2 separate regions of the Sus scrofa genome follow, and region 1 is linked to region 2. A link is a contact called in public HiChIP or PLAC-seq data. All regions are on one chromosome and are shown on one strand. The core of a region is the stretch at or near the end of the contact, and the rest is flanking DNA. Distances in the headings are between cores, read along the strand shown.

The links. HiChIP or PLAC-seq counts read pairs in DNA pulled down with a chosen protein or histone mark.
Region 1: a contact with region 2 is called in an H3K27ac HiChIP or PLAC-seq map of skeletal muscle. The contact joins the enhancer-like site here to the promoter of PKIG in region 2. A contact is called at or near these places in 1 of 5 promoter capture datasets (fetal liver), 8 of 47 Hi-C or Micro-C datasets (embryonic fibroblasts, fetal heart ventricle, fetal skeletal muscle and 5 more) and 1 of 2 datasets of contacts at active chromatin or transcription factors (skeletal muscle).

The regions. Positions count from the first base shown.
Region 1 is chr17:47,000,773-47,006,951 of Sscrofa11.1, forward strand. The region is part of intron 1 of PKIG (cAMP-dependent protein kinase inhibitor gamma); the gene reads left to right. It overlaps LOC106506688 (a long non-coding RNA gene), which reads right to left. Exons shown (of 4, transcript XR_002340045.1): 3 at 6,034-6,090; 4 at 3,384-3,469. Among named protein-coding and RNA genes, the nearest start is that of ADA, 68 kb to the right of the region's middle. Within about 2 kb of position 3,914, at least 46 of the 83 cell types and tissues checked have an H3K27ac peak or open chromatin away from gene starts, as enhancers often do. A contact at or near this core is called in embryonic fibroblasts, fetal liver, retroperitoneal adipose tissue and 2 more, where this site is marked.
Region 2 is chr17:46,928,640-46,935,626 of Sscrofa11.1, forward strand. PKIG (cAMP-dependent protein kinase inhibitor gamma) reads left to right here and starts at 4,867. Exons shown (of 5, transcript NM_214371.1): 1 at 4,867-4,894.

The DNA of each region.
Region 1 (6,179 bases), core at 2,664-5,163, 71 kb after region 2:
AATAAGGATGCCCATTCTCTTACTGGAAGCCCTGGCTCACCCCAGGCAGATGAGTCAGCTTATTTGGAGAGCCCTCCTGTCCTCCTGGGGTCCTGCATAGATTCCTGACCCTCACTGTGCTGCAGGTGTGTAGTGGGCAGCTGACTGGCACAGGGCCTTCAGGGGGTCCCCTTATCTCCAGCCCTCTTCCTAAATCCTCTTGACGCGTGTTGTCTTCAGACTCAGAACCTCCCTGGGCTTCCACGTTTCCAGTGGTGCTTCCTGTCCCTGGGCTCTGGACTCCATCTTCTGTCATTATGCTTCTGTGAACTGTTTCTGTCTTTTAGAAATTATTTGGAATGAAATCTTTTGTTTTCTAATGATCCTGCCCAACGAGAGGGAAGGCCCAATTCATGGTTTAGAAGATGATAGTTTTTAAGTTTGAAAAAAAATTGCTTTACCCTAAGCCTGGACTATTTGGGGTCACATGTGCACATTTAGAAAATAGTTGTTGAGGGCATTCCCGTCATGGCTCAGCAGTTAACGAACCCAACTTGCATCCATGAGGACATGGGTTTGATCCCTGGCCTCGATCAGTGGGTTAAGGATCCAGCATTGCCGTGAGCTTGGTGTAGGTCGCAGATGCTGCTCAGATCCCAAGTTGCTGTGGCTGTGGCGTAGCCCAGAGGCTACAACTCCAGTTAGACCCCTAGCCTGGGAACCTCCATATGCCGTGGGTGGGTCCCTAAAAGGACAAAAACAGGCAGGCAGGCAGAAAGAGAAAAAGAAAGGAAGGAAGAAAGAAGAAAGGAAAATATTTCTTAGGTTCCCGTTGTGGTGCAGCAGAAACAATTTGACTAATGCCCATGAGGATGTGAGTTTGATCCCTGGCCTCACTCAGTGGGTTAAGGATCTGGCATTGTCGTGAGCTGTGGTGTAGGTCGAAGACTCGGCTTGGATCTGGCGTTACTGTGGCCGCGGTGTAGGCTAGCAGCTGTAGCTACGATTCGACCTCTAGCCTGGGAATCTCCATATGCTGCGCGGGTGTGGCCTTATAAAGACAAAAAAGACAAAAAAAAAAAAAAAAAAAGGAACCAGAGTTGCTTCGGCTCTGGTGTAGGCTGGCAGCTGCAGCTCTGATTGAAGCCCTAGCCTGGGAACCTCCACATGCCGCCAGTGCAGCCCTAAAAGAAAAAGAATTTGTTAAATGTCCCGCCCTGTTCCATTGAACTGGGAACACATGTTGTTGACCTCATGGAGCTTACGGTACATGTAACAGGTATGTAAAAGCACGTCTGTTAAGGGTTATGAGAGGCGAGATAGAGGGTGCAGGGTGCCGGGGGACCCCTACACCTGGGGAGCTCACCTGGCTCAGAGAAAAGGCCTCTAGAAGGAAGTGAGGTCTGCGGCTGAGAGGAGTGAACAAAGCAAGATGGAGGGGCCTTGTTTCAAAGTGCAGTGTCAGAGAGAGCCTCACACCCATGGAAGGATGGTCTGCTGACTCTTAGAGCACCAGGCTGTGTGCAGCCTCAGGAAATCCTCAGCCTTCCAGGGCCTGGCAGTGCCCATCTCAAAAGCGAGGAGACCACATCCTCTTTTCAGCTGTAAAAATCAACAAGTCTGAGATTGTCTAAAATTACGCCAAGAAAAGAGAGCCGTCTCTCCCATAATGGCCCCGTCTGAAACCCAGCTCTTGCTGGAGTTCCCCTTGTGGCTCAGCGGGTTGAGGACCCAGCATTATCTCTGTGAGGATGCAGATTTGATCTCTGGCCCTGCTTGGTGGGTTAATGATCCATCGTTGCCACAAGCTGCAGTGAAGGTCACAGACACAGCTCAGATCCGGTGTTGCCGTGGCTGTTGGTGTAGGCAGAGTGGGTTAATGATCGGGTGTTGCTGTGATGAGACCACTAGTCCAGGAACTTCCATATGCCGCAGGTGTGGCCCTAAAACAATAACAACAACAAAAGGTGAAACTCCTCTCTTGCTCATGCAAAGCAGGCCTTAAAAAAGGCTGAAAAAGGATTTCCCTTTGTGGCGCAGTGGAAACTAATCTGGCTAGTATCCCTGAGGATGTGGGTTCAATCCCTGGCCTCGCTCAGTGGATTGGGGATCTGGTGTTGCCATGAGCTATGGTGTACATCTCAGACGCAGTTCGGATCCCATGTTGCTATGGCTGTGGTGTCGGCTGGCAGCTGTAGCTCCGATTCAACCTCTAGCCTCGGAGCTTCCATATGCCACGAGCGTGGCCCTAAAAAGCAAAAAAAAAAAAAAAAAAAAAAAAAAAAGGCTGAAAAGCCCGAGGGGGTGGGGGCAGCGTGGTATCCTGTGAGCATCCATCTTCCAGGTACATTCTTCCTGGGATCAGGCTTCCCTTCCCCTGCCCGTGGAGAGCTGGCATACCACGTCCGTAGCAGTCCAGGGGGCCAGGAGGTGGAGCCTCAGAGCATCAAACCCTATAGAGAAAGCAGCCAACTCCAAAACTCCTCCCCCCAATGTTTACCAAACATTTGTCATCCTTTTTGAGGATAGAATCCCTCTCCCCCACCTCCCCAATGACTTAAGTTTCTGATTTCAGCCATCATTTTGAATGCAGGTGTGGTTCTTTCTGTGTCCACACCTCAGGAGGATAATAGGTTATTTCTGGTGGTAGAATGATGGGAGTCCTTCCTCCTTGTTTTTCTGTTCTTTTCTATTGCTCCACAATAAGCAAGTATGATTCTAATTGGGAAGGGAAAAAAATCTGCTTTGATTAAGTCGCAGTCCATATGTTTCTCCTTTAGTTAGAGCTAGAAAAAAACAGGGACCTTCCAGCTGTGTGGCAGGGGAACTAAGTAGGGTTTGAAATAGCATGACAGCTGAAGCCTGCTTTTGATAGCGTAAAAAGTTAATTGCATTTTACAGCAGGTGTTGGACTGGAAGGTGGGTTGTGGTGGCCAGAATTTATTCCCTCATACACTCCTTTCAGTAGCTCTCCAGCAGTTAGCAGCTGAACGAAGTACTCAGGTGTTGTGTCTGGAATGTACTCTTGTGTCAGGTGGAGATAGTATACCCAACTTGTTGGGATTAAATGAGATAATTTATATAGAACAGTTAGAATATTGCTTGGCATGTGATAATATTCAGTACAAGTTTTTGTTATAGATTTTTTTATTTTAATAAATCTTTCATAATATGTACAAAATGCTCATAAATTAGACATAGAGCTTTTACTTAGGAAGCTCAAATTCTAGCAGCAAAATAAGAGCTGCTCCAAAATAAATATACCTCGAAGGAGAAAAGGATAAGTTTCTTAAGAGAGAAGATGCTAGGGAAATTCAGAGTAGGAGAGCCTTTCCAGACTGGAGTTGAGGGGGAGGGAATTAAAGGCAGGCCTTGTTGCCAAGGGGCTGTCTGAGCCCTTCAGACCAGCTCTGCGCTTCTGAAGCCACCACAGTTGCCTTTATCATCAAATGGAACCGGTCCTGCTGGCTGTGAGGAACGGCCAGGTTTCCTGCAGGGTAGCATTTAAAAAGCAGTAAAGGGAGTTCCCGTTGTGGTTCAGTGCTAACCAACTTGACTAGTATCCATGAAGACTCGGGTTTGATCCCTGGCCCCACTCAGTGGGTTAAGGATCTGGCATTGCCTTGAGCTGTGGTGTAGGTCGCAGACACAACTCAGATCAGGTGTGGCTGTGGCTGTGGTATAGGCTGGCAGCTGCAGCTCTGACTGGACCCCTAGCCTGAGAACCTACATATGCACAAGTGCGGCCTTAAAAAAAATAAAATAAAAGGCAGTAGAATAAGTGACTGAGGAGGACAGGCCTGGTCCCAGACAGCCCCAGCTCAGAGCACAGGCCTCCTCAGTTACCCCAGGGGCCCTCTGAGCAGGCAGTTCAGCCTCTGCACATGGGTTTCCACAACTAAAGGGTGAGAATGTGAGTAACACTTCCTGTAGCAGATTCACGTAGGGATGACGTACAGTGGCGTTTACAGCACAGAGCGTGGCCCTGTCTCACAGAGTGTATCATCCACCGTGGTCAGAGAGGACAGAGTGAGTGTGCTGGTGCTGTCAGAGTTTCCTCTTGGTGGCTTCTGTCACAGATGGACCACAGATGCAGGGCAAGAGTTATAATCTTAAGAAAGCACTATCTTTGTTTTTAAGAATGGGCTCCTTACTAGTACTTTTGTTCAGAAAACAAAATGTGTTTCAGAGCGCTGAGGGTGATGTCAGTAAACTGACCTGTCAAGAGCCAGGCTGCATTTCCTGACGCCCACTCCCTTCTAGAATAAAGGCTAAAGGCGCAGCCACACAACACCCCGCCCCCAGGCCTCCACGCTGAGAACCGGCCTGACTGGGCTCCAGGACTTTGTTCCTTACTCACCCTGACCTCAGAAACACCAGCCCTTCTTTTGGCTTCCCGACATTCTTGACCTTACTCATTTGCTGTCACTTCATCCCCTGAGTCAGAATTTTTAAAAATAATGTCTTTAAGACGTGCCAGCTGGTTTTTGCAAGTTTTGGGTTTTTTTTGTTTTTTTCTTTGCTTTTTTTTAGGGCCACACCCGAGGCATATGGAGGTTCCCAGGCTAGGAGTTGAATGGGAGCTACAGCTGCCAGCTACACCCCAGCCACAGCAACTTGGGATCTGAGCCGCGCCTGCGACCTACACCACAGCTCACGGCAACGCCGGATCCTTAACCCACTGAACAAGGCCAGGGGTTGAACCCACAACCTCATGGTTCCTAGTAGGATTCATTTCCACTGTGCCACGACAGGAACTCCTTTTCCAAGTATTTTTGAATTTGTAGTATGTGAGGCACTTGAGCCACACAAGAACCTTGGGGGGTGAATGCTGTTATTGTTCTTATTTTATACTGGGGAACCAGGCCGAAGCAGTTAACTTGCCCAAGGTCCTATGCAGGTAGAAGGTACAGCGACAGGAAGGGACAGGCCTCTCCAGGCTCTTGCCTGCTGCTCTCTCTCTCTCTCTGTGGCTGACCAGGCTGGTGGTCTTCTTTTTTTTTTTTTTTTTTTTTTTTTGTCTTTTTAGGGCTGTTCCCACGGCATATGGAGGTTCCCGGGCTAGGGGTTTAATCAGAGCTATAGCTGCCGGCCTATACCACAGCCACAGCAACGCCAGATCTGAGCTGCACCTGCGACCTACACCACAGCTCACGACAACACCAGATCCTTAACCCACTGAGCGAGGCCAGGGATCGAACCCACAACCTCCTGGTTCCTAGTTGGATTTGTCTCCGATGTGCCACAACGGGAAGTCCTGGTGTTCTTTTAATTTCACTACAGTCCCTCAGCAACTTGCAGAAAAGCCTTCAAGTGGTGGACTCCCTCTTGGGATCTGGCCTGTTTGCTTGGACGTTTTCTGATTAACCTCAGCGTTTTCTGAGAACTAATTAAAATTCTTGTTAAGTCACAAACTACCAGGGCCTCCCCCGCATCTGTAAATAGCTTCTTTCCCAATAGAGCTCTTGGTCCCAGGCAGCTTTGAGGTCAATCAGCTCTGCCTCTTGTGGGGGGAGGGGCGATTGAAACCCCGACTTGCCTCAGGCCACACCGAGTTTTGGTAGAAAAGCAGGTTAGCGTGCTCTTACCTAGTGGCCAGAAGTGATTCCTGCAGGCAGTAGACTGCCTGCCTTTGCCTGTCCCAGGCCTGGTGGAACCCAGGAAAACTCTCTCCCCAACTCCTTCCCCACTTGGTTTAAGAAGCTTAGCCTGCTTGTCAAAGTGGAGATCATCCCATTTAGAAATAAGGGTCGGGCTTGGGGGAGTAACCATTTTGAGAAGTAGCGCCAGCCATTGTGTGGCCCATGTGCTGGCCTAAGGAGGAGCGAAACAGACTCCGTGTCCAAGGCTGGCCCGTTCATCTTGAGCTCTGCGACCCTGGGCATGTCACTGAACTTCTCTTTGTCTCATTTTCCTATCCAGGAAAAGGAGATTAATACTGCAGTTCCTGGGAACCTCATTCTCCTCACATGAGAATCAGAGAAGCTTAGACACAACAGCAAGCACACTACCATCTATCATCACTCTAACGCCAAAGATTTTCAGTTCCCTCACCTGTGTTATTTCATTCTCACTGTCCTCAAATGGAGGCCCCGGTTTCCCATTTTGCAACTGAAAAAAAAAAAAAAATTCAGAGAAGTCACAAGGATCCATATCTACATCTCTGGCTCCCAAGTTGATGGCTGTAATCACTGTGGTGT
Region 2 (6,987 bases), core at 3,617-6,116:
CATGTGTTGGCTATTGTAAGTAGTGCTGCCATGAAAATCAGGGTGCATGTATGTTTTCTTCTTTTTTTATTTTTAATGTTTTAATTGAAGTATAGTTGATTTACAATGTTGTAATAATTTCTGCTGTACAACATAGTGACTCAGTTAATTATGTACACCCATCCATTCTCTTTTGGGTTCTTTCCCCCCATGGATTATCACAAAATATAGGGTAGAGTTCCCTGTGCTATACAGCAGGTCCCCATTGGCCAATCACTCCGCATACCTCAGTGTGCATATGCCAGTCCCACACCCCCAGTCCATCCCAAGAGTGATACACTTTAAATTTGTAGAGAAGTGATAAGATAAGGGAAGGAAGCTTATGGATTTTAGGGTACAGCTTGTGGGAAGGACAATATAAGAAACTAATAGAAAATAAGAGTTGTTTTAGTAAGGTTTGTTTTGTAGATCTTCTCACTGGTAAGAGTCTACCTAGATGTGTCTCCTGTGATTAATTTTTTTTTTTTTTTGTCTTTTTGCCTTTTCTTGAGCTGCTCCCACAGCATATGGAGGTTCCCAGGCCAAGGGTCTAATCGGAGCTGTTGCTGCTGGCCTACGCCAGAGCCACAGCAACTCGAGATCTGAGGTGCGTCTGCCACCCACACCACAGCTCATGGCAATGCCGAATCCTTAACCCACTGAGCAAGGCCATGGATTGAACCTGCAACCTCATGGTTCCTAGTGGGATTCGTTAACCACTGTGCCACAATGGGAACTCCACCTGTGGTTAGCTTCTGCTGTGTTTAACTTTGGCCTTCCTGGTTGAGAGGAGATGGGAGCCACCTTCACAAAGGGACATTTATAGGGAGAGGGCACAGAGCTTTTCTGTGTCTCCTCAGTTGTCTCCAGCTGGAAATTCTCCATATGCTAAAGTGGCATATGTAAGGGTAGAATAATCTGATCACCTACACTCCTATATATTGTTTGAAAAGATAACGCATGTACTTGATTTTTTTTTTAAATACTGCATAAAAAAACATACAGTGGGCCTTCTCATTGTGGTTTAGCAGGTTAAGAACCCAACTAGTATCTATGAGGATGCGGGTTCGATCCCTGGCCTTGCTCAGAGGGTTAAGGATCCAGCATTGCCACAAGCTGTGGCATAGTTCACAGATGCGGCTCCGATCGGGGGTTGCCGTGGCTGTGGCATGGTGGCTACAGCTCCAATTTGACCCCTAGCCTGGGAATATCCATATGCTGCAGGTGTGCCCCTAGAAAGACAAAAAACAAACAAAAAATACAGTGCAGGCGTTCCCATCGTGGCTCAGTGGTTAACGAATCCAACTAGGAACCATGAGGTTGCAGGTTCGATCCCTGGCCTTGCTCAGTGGGTTAAGGATCCGGCTTTGCCCTGAGCTGTGGTGTAGGTTGCAGACACAGCTCGAATCCCACTTTGCTGTGGCTGTGGCGTAGGCCGGTGGCTACAGCTCCGATTAGACCCCTAGCCTGGCAACCTACATATGTTGTGGGAGTGGCCCTAGAAATGGCAAAAAGACAAAAAAAAAAAAAAAAATTACAGTGAAAACGTATTAGCTTACTCGTCTCCATCTCCTAGATTTCTTTTCAGAGTTCATGTATGCACATACCAGCAATGTATGTCTCATACACTCTTTTTACTCACAGTTGCATTCCAACCATGTGGGTTTGCACATTGCTTATTTCACTTAACTTTTCATTCATTCAGGAAATATTTACCAAGCTCTTGTTATGTGCCAGGCACTGTTCCCACTGTTGAGAAAACAACAGGGAACAAATAAAATGCTTGCCCTTAAAAGAATCTATGCTGTAGTAGTGAAAGGAGCCAAGTGACAAACATATAGAATTACATCAGATACTGACAAAAGCTATGAAGAAAAATAAAATGGGAGAGGAGAAGACAGAATTGATGGGGTCTGCTACTTAATTTTTTTAAAATTTATTTTATCAAAGTGTCGTTTTTTAAAAAAATGAAAGTTGAGAGTTAAATTTTATTTCGGGCAACATTAGGACATAAGTCCAGGAGACAGCATCTCAGGTAGCTCTGAGAAAAACTCTCCTGGGAGGTGAGTTGGGGAACTAGGATGTGTAGGAGTTTTTGCAACAAAGGGCAGGTAGCAGGAACAAAAGAGGTCTGGTCTTTGATATGCACCTCAGCTATGGGGGCCAATAATCCTGAGTTTTCACAGCTCTAGGGGCTCATCAGCTCATCCTTGGAGGTGGCTGCATTCTCAGATGACTGTGACATCCTTTGTTTTGTCCACTTAACTAGAGCCCAAAGAGGAAACAGTGACTATCAGGACATGTGTGATAAAGGGGAGGGGGAGGGGCATGCAGCCAGGCACACACATCACAGAAGTTTGCTGCTGGTCTCTTGAAGGCTCCTGTCAGTCACAAGGAGCAGACATCACCACGAAGGCTTTTAGTGTTTTTCTAGGTATGAGGAGATGCAAGAATTGGGCACATAAAATCTTCTCTGGAAACTATCTGACTCTCTGAGGATCTGTTCTTCCAGTTTTCCCAGGGCATAGAGTGCTTCATTCCTGATTTTCACCCTGCGCTCTGCTCGGGGGGTGCTGCGGGTCAGCAGCTGCAGTGGCTCATGATTAAATCCAAGTAGAGGCAGATGGCATGTGATGGCAATTGTCAACCTCTGGTTCACAGAAGTGCAGCTGATTTACAATATCATGTTAGTTTCAGGTGTACATCACAGCAATTCCGTTACACGCATACAAATATTCTTTTTCAGGTTTCTTTCCCCTCATTCAGGTTATTACAAAATATTGACTCTAGTTCCCTGTGCTTGCGACTCTAAGTAGTGTAGTCAGGGCAGGTCTTTTTGAAGACTTGACATTTGAGCAGAAATCTGAAGGAAGTGAGGATGCAAGTCATGGAGATATCTGGAAGAAGAGTGGTCCCAGCATGGAACAGCAAGAGGAAAGGCCCTGAGATAGAAGGATGCTTAACCTAGAAACCTCAAAGCCTGGTGGCTGGAGCATGGAGAAGAAAATGGTGAGAGGTGGGACTGAACAGGCATCCAGGGCAGTAGTTCACTTGCGGATCTGTTGTTGACCATAGTAACTCCAGATTTTGTTCAGCACACTTCAAGCTTTTAAACAGGGGAAAGATGTGATCATGTTTACATTTCAAGAGGATCATTTTGGCTACTGAGTGGAAAAAAGACTGGGGCAGGGTTGGAAGATAGAGTAGAAGCAACGACAGGGCTAGTCCGGAGACTCTTGCTGTGTGCAGTGAAAAATATTGCCTGCCATAGCAGTAAACAAAGGACTTTGCAGCCATCAAGCCACTACAGCCACCTGGCACAGTGAGCCCTGAGGGAACTCAGGATGGAGATAGTCACCCCCAGCTGTGCACCCTGAGGGGACTGCGGATGGAGAGAAGCAGGATACTGGTCCTAGACAGATAAGGTGCTTATCAAAGGAATGATTTCAGTGAGCCCAGAATCTTGCATCCTCCCATACACAGAAAAGCTCTAAATTCCTTAACTTGAGCCATCCGGTTTTCTTTAATTAACAGTCATCTTTGTTGCAAAAACTCATATATTTTGGTTCCTTCCTTATCTCTTCGGAATAGTCTCTAAGAACCAGCTGAGAGGCTGTGTCCTGGGCTTAAGTCCTCAGTTTCGTCAGCCAGATAAAACATAATTCTTTTTTTTTTTTTTTTTTTTTTTTTTGTCTTTTTGCTGTTTCTTTGGGCCACTCCCGCAGCATATGGAGATTCCCAGGCTAGGGGTCCAATCGGAGCTGTAGCTGCCAGCCTACGCCAGAGCCACAGCAACACGGGATCCAAGCTGCGTCTGCAACCTACACCACAGCTCACGGCAACGCCGGATCCTTAACCCACTGAGCAAGGGCAGGGATCGAACCCGCAACCTCATGGTTCCTAGTCGGATTCGTTAACCACTGCGCCACGACGGGAACTCCAGATAAAACATAATTCTTAAGTTTTTGGTTGTGCTTTTTTTTTTTTTTTTCCTTCAGTCAATGGCTGTATGCGTAGCTTGAAGATAAGTCTATTCTAAACTGTATCTACATCTATTTCAGTCCCTCTTAATTTTTTTTTTTTTTGTGGCAATCCATTTTATGGATGTACCATAATTTACCTAACCATTGTTGGTGGACGGTTAGACTGGTCTCGGCCTTTTTGCTGTCATACACAATGGAGCAATGAATACCTTTTATGCTCATGTTCCAATATTATCTGCAGGATTATTCCAGAAAATATAACTGCTGGTGTTAAAGTAAATTTTTTCTCATATTGAAATTAAATCTGGCGATCTCATGCTCACTGTCAGCCCAAAGAAACACGTTTTTTTGTTTTTTATTTTTTAAAAAATTCTTTGTCACACCACCAAGTTGGAAATTAGAGAGAGAGGCATGTGCCACCCCTCCCACATCAGTTTTCACGGCTTTAAATATCCCCAGTCTAGCAAGCTTCCGCCTGCGGCTCCAAATCTTCCCGGAATAGTCTCCATCTCAGGTGACAGAGAGAGAAACTGAGGCACAGGCAGGCTCTGAAACACAAGTCCTGCCCCTGCCCTGCTGTCCCCTTTCCACCCAACGTTTCCTTCCTTCTCTTTTCCCTCGGCGACAAGTTCCAGGCTGCCAGCCCCCACCCTGGGTTTCTCACCACTCAAAATCCCAACTGCCAGCCGCTTTCTCTCCTCCGCCCGCTCGGGGGCAGCGGCCGGGGCCGCGAAGTCTCCTGGTCCCCTCCGAGCCGCCGTAGCGCCAGCCTCGGGAGAGCGGCAGCTCCGGTTGCCAAGGCAACGTGCGCCGCTGAGCGCGGCCGGCGCCAGGCGGCCCTAGGGAGGCGCTGCGGGCCGGTGGCCCGGGCTCGGCTGGCGGCTGCACTGCAGGTGAGCAGGGGCCGGGAGGGTAGTCGCGGCCCAAACGCGCGTCTCCCGGCGTCGACTCGTCGCAGCAGGCGAGGGGCTGGGAGTCTGGGGACCCCAAGGAAGGAGACCGGGGCCTGACCTTTAAGCTCCCTGCCGGCGCCAGGGCGGCGCCCCCTCGTGCCCTTTAACCCTCGGCGTTGGTGTGGAGAGCGCTTTGGGATGTTTATTTGGGGGCTGTTGGCCTGATTTGAAAGTTTCTTAAAAAAAAAAAAAGCCATTCTTATTTGGGGATCGAGGAATAACTCGGAACTATAGAGAACGTGCTTCTGTGCGACTCTGGGGCCAGAGAGGATTGATTTCTTTGTGTATCAGTTTTCCCATCTGCAGAATGGGGATAATGAGAGCACCTGTCTTAGATGGTAATTATGAAGTATATTTAGATTTCAAATTCTTGCAGGTGAGTCCTCAATCCTTGGGAGCTTTTATTATTACTACCACTACTACTAGGAGGTCCATCATTGAGCATGTATTGTGTGCCAGGGCCTGGGCTGATGGCCAGGAGTAAAAAAGTGAATGAGACATCTTGTTCTCAGGGAACTCCACAGTTTTACCGTATAAATAGGAATTCATTGTGGTTCCAGCTTTGATTTTTGACATACTGGGGATTGTGAATATGCAGAGAAGTCAGTTCACCTAAATAGCTGGAGATGAGGTTGTGGAAAATGGTCAAAGAGAGATTCCAAAAGAAGATGACTTCCAAAATGAGACATGAAGGCTGCCTTTGTATCTGCTGGAAGATGAAGCTGGTGGAGTGCGTTCTGTTCTAGGTAGAGAGAACAGCCAGTGCAAGGTCTTGGGGTGAAAAATGCAGACTTCTTGGACATTTGCAAGGATTTCACAGCCTGGTTAGACCGATTGGAAGTGGTCTGGCTAGCTGTATTTGACAGATAAGCAGTTGCCCTTGTAAGTTTTGAGGCGTTTGGGCTTCTTTGTGGGGTCTAGTGGGGCGCACCAAAGGATTTAAATCAGGTGATGAATATGTATTGTGTGTGTTTGATCAGAGGTTTGGTTTTTTGTTTTTTCTCAGTCTCATCACTCCTCCAGGCTGTTTTTCACATTGCGGCTATTCATTTATGCAAAAAAAAATATTTTTCATCTTGCAAAAAAATATTTATTGAGTGTCTGCTGTGTGCCAGACACTGTGTTAAGTAGTAAGGAATACATGCCATGTCCTCGTGGCATGTATTCCACACATATTCAAAGATACTTTTGTGGAGACAAAAGCAGTTCAGTACAAGTGGAATTTAATCAATATTGGAAGAGACCCATTCAGGGAGATTTTGCTTTTTTTTGGGGGGGGGAGGCCCAAATCATTCAGGGCCACTATGTTGCACACTCTAGACAGAACCATTCACTTAGACTACACAGGAAAAAATGGCCAGGGAAGTGGGAGGAAAGCTAAGAGTGTGTAGTAATGAAAGCTCAAGGAAGAGGTCAACTTTGCTGGACGGTGCTGCTGAGATTTCAAGCGAAATAAGTTAAAGGCTAAAATGTGCCTTTTGCATAAGTAAGTATAGAGGTCACCAAGCACTTTAATTGAGCAGATTTGGTGAAAGGGTGGGGGCGGAATCTATAATATCGGCAACTTCCAAAGGTTCAATGTAATATGTCAGTGGGATGAGAGAGAGTGGGATGTGAGAAAGTAAAGACGGTGTAGGCAGCTCCAAGAAGTGTGGCTGTGAAGGGAAGCGAGAGAAGGCAGGCTGTAGAGTGGGGAATCAGGTGAAGTCATTTTAAGCAGGAGAGAGACACGAGCAGATTTAAATGCTGGTGGCAGAGAGCCAGCGAGTGAGGGCGAGGCTGAGAAAGTACAGATGAAGGGGAAAAATCGATGGCACAGCTTTCCAGAGACTGTGAGAGTGGATGCGATCCACAGCACAGATCCTTTGCAAAGAATCTGATGGCATCTTTTTTTCTTTTTTTAATTTTGAGACGTGGAAAGCAAGTTAATTGCTGAAAAGGACTGCACCTTTTATAATGTGTAATGCAACCAGAAAAAAAAAAAAGATGTCCATATGGAAAGTTATGTGTTCCTTCTCATCAGATAGCAGACA